Regions from separate parts of the Mus musculus genome. Here region 2 is linked to region 1. Evidence: chromatin contacts called from public HiChIP or PLAC-seq data. All regions are on one chromosome and are shown on one strand. The core of a region is the stretch at or near the end of the contact, and the rest is flanking DNA. Distances in the headings are between cores, read along the strand shown.

What was found. HiChIP or PLAC-seq counts read pairs in DNA pulled down with a chosen protein or histone mark.
Region 2: an H3K27ac HiChIP or PLAC-seq map of embryonic stem cells shows a contact between it and region 1, with 5 read pairs. The contact joins the promoter of Dync1li1 here to the enhancer-like site in region 1. A contact is called at or near these places in 5 of 39 promoter capture datasets (embryonic stem cells, fetal liver, hematopoietic stem and progenitor cells and 1 more), 1 of 15 datasets of contacts at CTCF or cohesin (the NIH/3T3 cell line), 5 of 484 Hi-C or Micro-C datasets (the G1E-ER4 cell line, the HL-1 cell line, the MNK3 cell line and 1 more), 7 of 115 datasets of contacts at active chromatin or transcription factors (embryonic stem cells, epiblast stem cells, extraembryonic endoderm stem cells and 2 more) and 3 of 9 other capture datasets (adipose tissue, liver and pancreatic islet).

Annotation. Positions count from the first base shown.
Region 1 is chr9:114,622,309-114,626,593 of GRCm38.p6, forward strand. It overlaps Cnot10 (CCR4-NOT transcription complex, subunit 10), which reads right to left. Exons shown (of 20, transcript NM_153585.5): 6 at 4,089-4,175; 7 at 3,512-3,595; 8 at 537-654. Among named protein-coding and RNA genes, the nearest start is that of Gm51659, 11 kb to the right of the region's middle. Within about 2 kb of position 2,378, at least 4 of the 459 cell types and tissues checked have an H3K27ac peak or open chromatin away from gene starts, as enhancers often do. A contact at or near this core is called in embryonic stem cells, where this site is marked.
Region 2 is chr9:114,686,422-114,690,706 of GRCm38.p6, forward strand. Dync1li1 (dynein cytoplasmic 1 light intermediate chain 1) reads left to right here and starts at 2,410. Exons shown (of 13, transcript NM_146229.2): 1 at 2,410-2,606; 2 at 2,788-2,861. The coding sequence starts at 2,461.

The sequences.
Region 1 (4,285 bases), core at 1,128-3,627:
AGCTACACAAACCCAGGAGGCCTAGAGTGATTGCTTGAAAGAATGTGAAATAGGAAAAGACAGACATTCTCCACTCTCCAGTGAACTCAAGACAGCAAAGTAGGGCCAGGTGGAGCAGGTTTGTAGGTACATGCTATGTATGCATCTGAACTGAATCCAAACCAAACCAAACACCTGAGCATTCCCTCTCAAAACGGAGCAGGAACAGGGAAGGTTAAATAAAGCAAAGATGTAATGAGCCCTCTTTCAATGTGCAGATAATATATACACTAAAATCTCAGTAAACGTTCTGCAGGAAGAAATATGAAAATCTTTTTGTAAGACAGAGTTTTGAAAGACAGTCCAGGCTGGCCTCAAATTCAAAATCCTCTGCTCCAGTCTGCCCAGTGACAGGATCAGAGTGTGCTACCATATCAGGCTTAGAACACTTCTACCTAAAAATGAATGGAAGTCACTCTGAAGAATGGGATGTGTAGGTGGGAGGAACCCCAAGCAAGAAGGAATAGATCAACTAAAGTTTTACAGTTTTCTTTTACCTGTCTTCATGAAGCCTGGATGCTCGGCAATGTTTGAACTATTCAACAGCTTCACCGCTTTTCGATAGTTGCCCCTTAAGTACTCAAAGTTGCTTTTAAGAAACAGGGAAGGTGCAGACTGTAAAGGAATATAAAAGTGATTTAAATTTGTTTTCAGTTGTCTTTTGCACGATTGTGACATACTGCTGTGCATGGAAGTGTTTAGGACATAAATCAATCGGTTAAATCATGCCACAGAAGACAATTTCTAAATGCTCACTGACCTGTTATTTAAAATACCAAAGTCTCAAAGAGAAAAGCCTGTGAGTGACCACCTTAACAACAACAACACTATAACACAGTATCAAAAGACTGTCTTTGTTCCCTGCATCCTCCCTGCGCCCAGCCTGCTCTATGTTCAAGTGATCTTCTGCCTAAGCCTCTTAAGGAGTTGGGAATACAAGCACAGAACCCTGGGTCTGGCTTATTAAAAGCCAGTTTTACAGCACAAACTAGGACTTTTGTTTTAATGGTCATTGCAAAATTGATGGTCATGGTGTTCTGAATGAAAACAGCCCCATGAACATATTTGAAAACCTGATCCCCAGTTAAAGGAGGTGTGTTACGGGGGCCACGCTTTGCGGTTTAAAAAGCCCATATCATTCCCAGATAGCTCTCTACTCCTTGTGCTCCAGGATCAAACATAAGCTCGCAACTGCTGCTATGGCGCCATGCCTGCCTAACTGCCGTGCTCCTTGACATGATGGTCATGGACTCTATTCCTCTGGAGCCGTGAGCCCCCAAATTAAACAATTCATCTTGTGAGTTGTCTTGGTCATGGTGTCTCCTCAGAGCAGTAGAACAGTAACTTAGAGAGTGGTCTTCTGTAGTTCTTTTTGTTTTTAAAAAAGATCATATGGTTTGAATAAGAATGATGACCCCCACAGGCTCAGATATTTGAATGCTTGGTCCCAAGTAGTATTTGAGAGGAGTTAGGAGGTGTGGCCTTGTTAAGGAAGTATGTCACTGGGGGTGGCCTCAAGCTAGGCTCTCCCTTCCTGCTGTCTGGGGATCCTGCTAGAGACCTTGCAGCTACTTTCTCGGTGTCATGTCTGCGTGTGCCACCATTGTCCGCTCTCCCTAAAATGGTAAGCAAGCCTCAGTTAAATGCTTTCTTTTTTTCAAGTAGCCTTGGTCATGGAGTCTCTTTACAGCAATAAGGCATTAAAACAAAGCTTTATTTTTTTAGCTTATGTGTAAGTGTATGTGGGAGTGGGGGACACATTGAGTATGGGTGTTTATGGAGACCAGAACAGGATGTCAGATCTCCTGGAGCTGAGGTTTATAACAGGCTGTGAGCCACCCAACATGGCTGACGGGAATAAAACGCAGGTCTTCCTGTAATAGTAATACTTATTCCTGATTACCAAACAACCCCTCCAGCCTCCCCACATGCTTTTTTTAAAGACATGGTCTCACATAGGAACCCAAGCTGGTCTTGAACTTGCTATCTAACCAAGAATGACCTTGAACGACAGATCCGCCCGAGTCTAACACCCAAAGCTGATAGTGTAGGCCCGGGCCACCACACCCAAGCTTTCTATTTATGTGCACACTATGGAGGGATGTCTTTTTTTTTTTTTTTAAGGTTTTATTTTCACTTTTATTTATATGTATATGAGTGTTCAGGGCTATTGGAGGTTAGAGAAGGGTTTTAGATCCCCTGGAACTGGAGTTACAGGCAATTGTGAGCTGCCTGATGTGGGCGCTGGGAATCAAACTCACATTGCAAGAGCAGTGAGTGCCATCTCTCTAGCCCTTGTTTTTAACATGGTCACACTTCAGCCCAGACTGGCCTTGAATTCCTGCTCCTCCTGCCTCCACCTCTTAAATGATAGAACTAAATCCATGTGTGTGTCTGTCTGTCTGTCTGTCTGTCTGAGCTAGAGGCTAAACCCAAGGTTGACTGTGTGGTGCTAGGCCAGTGCTGTATCACTGAGCTATCCCCAATCTTTCTCCTTTCTTAGGATTCAAGTTCTCCTTTCGTTAATTCCCAATAACCAGTATTCTTGCAAGTATAAAAAGAAGCCATGTTCCTATATGAAGAGAAGAAATTCCAAAGTTTTGTTTTCAGGCACCAATCTTTCTATTCCAAAATCCTTGGCTTGGATTTCGTACCACTCTCATTAAATCTTCACACTGGAGGGGCCTCCAGAGAGCACTGATTTAGAATACAAATGCACACAAAGGTCTGGACACTGTTCTCTGAGGATCTCCGCCCCAGGATTTACTTGCTAACTTATAAACATACTCTCTGTCTATGGTCTAGTCCTTTCTCTGTCGGGCCTTCTGTCAGCCCAGAGATCTGGTCAATAAGCAATTGTAGTCTCAGGGATTATTCTAGGTAGAGGTACTTCAGGTACAAGCAGTAAACTGCACAACATCAGTTTTAAAAACAGGATTTATTAGCTGGGTGGTGGTAGTACACACCTTTAATCTAGTGCTTGGGACTCATTCCTGGTCTACAAAGTGAGTTCCAGGACAGCCAGGGTAACACAGTAACCCCGTCTTGAAAAACAAAAACAAAACCAACCAGACAAAAATAAACACCCCCAAACCAAAATAAAACCCCAACAAAACAAAACAGCCCCCTCCACACACACACAAACAACCAAACACCAACCCCTCCATCCATAAAGAAAGCCCAGGATTTCTTTACTCGAGTGTACGTGTGCAGGTGTGTGTGTGCCTGTGTGCAGAGACCACAAAACGGCAGCAGGTATCCCACCCTTTCCTATTCTGCTGAGTCTGCTGAAGCTCCCCCTGAACTTGGAGAGCGTTTCCTGTGGTAGGCTGGAAGCCGGCAAGCCCATCCTGTCCTCCCCAGAGCTGGGGTTACAGACATGTGTTTTACCTTTGCGAACTGACAAATCCTCACAGTCTCAATAAGAAAGCCAGAAAGTGACCACCAAGAGGAAAGTCCAGGAGGAACTTACATTTCCAGCTGTGTTCATGACAGACTTGATTTCCCTTTTGCAAGCCTTCAGGGACTTCATCTGGATGTACCCTCTGACTTTGTACTGTCAATGAGGAATGGAAACATGTAAGAGGGGTGGGTCACTTGCACAGGCTCAACCTTTGCTAGCCAGTCCAGGACATTAACTCTCATTTGCATACAACAGAGTCAAAAGCCAGTCATACGCAAATGCAACTTTAAAATTATCTTAAGTATCTGTTTCCTGTTTATTTTCTTGTGGTGCTGGGGATAGAAACTAAGGCTTCATGTATTGCAGGCCATCATTCTACCCCTGAGCAAAACCTACAAACTCAAATCTGCATAAGATAATTTTAAAATTCAATATATTACTTTATCATACACTACAGGCTACTTCAAAGTTCTATACAGTAATTTATAGAAGTTACAATGTATATATTTCAAGCAAAATGTATTTAGAGGGATTAACTGAGCTCTCAACTCCAAGCCTTTGAATCCGAGTAAGCGCACCGCCTTGAGTTAGTGCTCACGTGCCTCTCACACTGCCGCTCGCTCGCCCACACTGTGAGCGTGCGTACCTGGTGTATCTTGGACTTGGCAGCCTCTATTAGAGCTGCACTCTCAGCCTTAGGGTTGGATCCATCTTTGCTGCTGTTATTGCCAGTCTATAAAATAGGAAACAAAGTCAATGGGATTGTTATGACGGTAACTCAGTTCCAGATGAGCTAAGTAGAGTGCCCAAGTCAAGTACCCAGAGGCCATTTGCAAACTGAAG
Region 2 (4,285 bases), core at 1,160-3,659, 64 kb after region 1:
TATAAACGAAACTGAGAAAATGCTCAGAGGAAAGAAGATAAGTGAAGCAATAAACGGAGCAGAAACTGAACCGTCGCTCAAAGGGGCCGCAGCTCTTGGAGCTTTCCTTCGTGGCTGTAATGTGGGAGGCCATCACGGAAAAGCTAGGGTACATGGGAAATCTCTGGGTCCTTTCCTAATCACAATGACATTAATCTTAGCTGCAGGAAGTCATTATGACCACCTTTAGCAAGGGTTGGCCAGATATGGCTGGAAAGGTTAAGACAAACATTCATAAGTAAGTAGGTAAGGTGGTTTCCCCCTGTAGTGACCCCTGGAGAGGTCAGTCACTCAAGAGCATCAGCATTCACAGAGTCAGGGCCACCCTTAGCTCCTTGAGTCTCACATATCAGTAAAGTGGGCCGGAGAGGTGGCTCTGTAGGTAAAGGGCTTGCAGTTTGAGGGCCTGAGGGAAGAGGCCTAGAATCCAAGGTAAAGCCAGACAAGCAGTGTTTCTACATCAACTGAGAGGTGGATGCTCCAGGGTCAACTTGTGTGGTCCACGAAGTGACAAACCACAAATGGACCAACTCCAAGAGACCCCACCTCAAACAAGGGGGAAGGTGGGGACTGACACCCAACATTGTTTTCTTGAGAATGAACACACACACACACACACACATAAACACACAGACACACACACAGATATACAGACACACACATGCATAAATATACACATACACATGCATAAACACAAAGACACATGCATCAACACACAGACACACACAGATTAACAGGACTGCAGATATAGCTCAGCAATTAAGAGCACTTGCTTGGGCTGGAGAGATGGCTCAGCAGTTAAGAGAACCAACTGCTCTTCCAGAGGTCCTGAGTTCAATTCCCTGCAACTACATGGTGGCTCACAACCATCTGTAATGGGATATGATGTTCTCTTCTGGTGTGTCTGAAGACAGTGACAGTGTACTCATATAAACAAACAAACAAACAAACAAATAGAAGAGCACTTGCTCCTTTCCAGAGGACTTAGATTCAATTCCCAGCACCCACATGCTAGCTCTCAACCCAATCCACGTTCCAGGGAATTGATGCTCCCTTCGGGCCTCTACTGGCACCAGGGCATAGACATTCATGTGGTGCACAGACATACATCCAGGCAAAATACCTGTATACATAAAGTAATAAATATATCTTTGACAGAAGATTTAAAAATAAAAACAGTAATTACCACGCGCTGAACACTTATGATTTTCTGGGCACAGTTATAAATCTTTTATGTGAATCATCCCATTTAATCTTCCCTTTATCCCACATTACTAGGGTCTGAACTCGAGATTAGCGAGTGGACAAACCCTAGTAAATGCAGTGCCTGTAGCAAATGCAGCGCGGGGTTGTGGATTTTCTCGCTTGCATAGTAGCATCATCACTCGGGTCACGTGAACGAGCTCTCTTCAAAGTAAGGGGAAAAAATGTTCAAAAGTCAGACTATCTTCAGCAATTGTTCTTATGGGGCGCACGACAGCCTTAAAGCCATCGACTCTTTCTGGAAACAGGCCTTAGATTTTCCATTATATTTAGCTAATCAAGTTCTAGTAGAGAATTATCTGGGGTCTGGCTTAGGTTCTCCGTGCTTGTGTATTAACCATGGTAACGGAGAGCCGACTCCTGTAGGGAGTCTTTTCAGATCTCACAGGAATCTGAAACATCAGACATCAGACCAGAGGTGGGCATAGTGATGTGCACCGGTTCACCTGCCTCAGCACTTAGGACCCACAGGCAAGCAGATCGGTAAAGACTCTAGCCTGGGCTACGTGAGATTCCCATCAGAAAACAAACCAAAACACAAATCCATCAAGACCATTAATTTTCCAAGTGTTGCCAACATTTATGTCTCGCAGTCGCAAAGAGTCTGGAAGAACCGGCTCCAGATGTGGGTCCACCTTGAGGTACTCATCGTCCTTTTAGAATTTAAGGAGGAAAGAGCAGAAATCCAGGACCGGGGTAGTTAAGGCTGTTGAACCCCACTTGGCCCAACTGAAGGGTGGGCAGCGCTGGATATCCACGCCGGTCCCAGGTTACCGCCCCACTGAAAGGTGGGAAGCTGCTTCGCTTACTGACATGCCCGGCACGCCCGGCGGGCAACCGGGATGACGGGTGGTGCACTTTGGGCGGCGTTTCAGCTTGGAGACACAGGGAAAACCAGCATTACCACAGTCCAAGCAGAGAATCAGGCCGCGCATGCGCGACCCGGTCTGCTGCCGCGCATGTGCAGCAGCGCCCTGCTCCTTGGACAACCCCTCCCCAGACCCCGCCCTCAGGCTTGGTCCCCGCCCCCGCAGGCGCGGTCGGCTCCCGAGCCCGGAGCGTCCATATCCGGGTTCCGTCCGCCGCTGCTGCCGCCGCCGCCGCAGTCGCCGCTTCGTTCTTCCAGCCCTGTCAGGAGTGGTGTGATTCCCGACCAAGATGGCGGCCGTGGGGCGAGTCGGCTCGTTCGGTTCATCTCCACCCGGGCTAGCCTCGACCTACGCCAGCGGACCCCTAGCCAACGAGCTAGCGTCGGGCAGCGGCGGCCCCGCGGCGGGCGACGATGAGGACGGGCAGAACCTTTGGTAAGGACCGCACCCCTCTCCGGTCCCCCGCGGGTTATCTCCTCGCCAGGGCGGACGCCTCTGGGATCCCCGAGCCCCGCGGGAGCTGGGAGACGGGCGGGGCCTCCCGGGAGCTGGGCCCGGCGGTTCTCGTCCTCGGTCGGGCCCGGCCTTACTTAGCCTGCGCCTTGCTCCCTGTTAGGTCCTGCATCCTCAGCGAGGTCTCCACGCGCTCGCGCTCCAAGCTCCCGACCGGGAAGAACGTGCTGCTGCTGGGTAAGTGATATCCGATGTGGCCCGGGTGCACGGTCACATCCGTTCGCCCACTGCCTTTGTGCGGACACTCGGGCCCGGCTGCGCCCCGCCTCCCGGCTTGCTGCTGACAGCTGGGGGGACAAGGGGTCCCTGGTCCTTCCGGCCTGGACCCTCCGGTCTTTTCTCCTCCCTGGGATGTGGGGTGGCTCTGTCATCTCCTCTGGGAGAGACAGAATGAACATAACACCCGAGGCACTCCCAGTGGTCTGGGATTCTACCTAGAAAGACGGGGACAGTTTTTGACAGAGATTGGTAGCATGAGGGCTCTTGGTGAGAGCCCCAGCGCAAATGCATGCCATCAATATTTAATAGCAGACTCTTTTGTGTAATTGACAGGAGCCAGAGACTGGGTCGTGAGGAGTGTTATTTGAATCAGCGTTCTCCCGTTCTCCCAGTGCTGGGTGCTCGGGTTGCAGTTGCCTTTTTAACTGTCACCTAATAACTCTGAAATTTGTAAAGGGCAGTAGAACAGCGTTCTCATTTAGTGCCCTCAGCGGAATGGCTGGAATAAGGGAGACATGTCTCCCCTTTCTCTTAGGTTTTTTTTTTTTTTTTTTTTTAAATCTACTGGCTGCAAAGTGAGGATAAAGGACCCAGGGACAATAAACAATCCCACTTAACAGTTTTGCAGGTCTTTCCAGCTCTGGGAGGAATTCCAACCCCCACCTTTTCTTTTTACATGCAGGATATTGGAGTGTATAATAGGGTGACAGTAATATTTTACAACTTGGAAGTGGGTGTTTCGAGACTTCAGACTCTTTGATTTTAGCCAAAAGGCTGAGAAACTGTGCTTGAAGAGTTTTAGTTACCTGAGATTCTCCACGGGTGACAATGAATGAGTCGGTAGGAAGAAATGACTCATTCTCTATGACCCCACCACCACCAGTTACATGCACACACACACACACACACACACAAAACACAACACAACACATGCCTGTGCTTTGGGAAGCTGTGGTCAAGCTCGTTGAAAGCTTAGCATTGTGTCTTTTCCTGTGATTGAAAGCACCACGTGCAGATAGCCAGGACTGAGTACAAACATGTACAAACCACGCGGATCTGACGCAAGTCTGCTACTGTCCACAAACCTCGGTCCATTCATCTCTCAAAGGAGAGTTATGGAGAAACAGTCCCTACCTCCTGGAACTGTGGGAGAGCCAAATGGCTCACTGTAAAGCCAGGCCGCAGAGAATCCTGTGAGGGACCGGAGTGAATGAGAAAGCATTCCTGGGATGTCTTTAGCAAGTGAATTACCCCCTCCCCCCCCAGTTGAGTTGTGGCTCTGCCTGCTGCTCCCATTGCCCTGTGCCCAGTAAGCCTGTCTTCTTCCTTAAAAACAGAAAGGATTACTGCCCAAATACGCGGTATTGATGGGGCAGAAATAA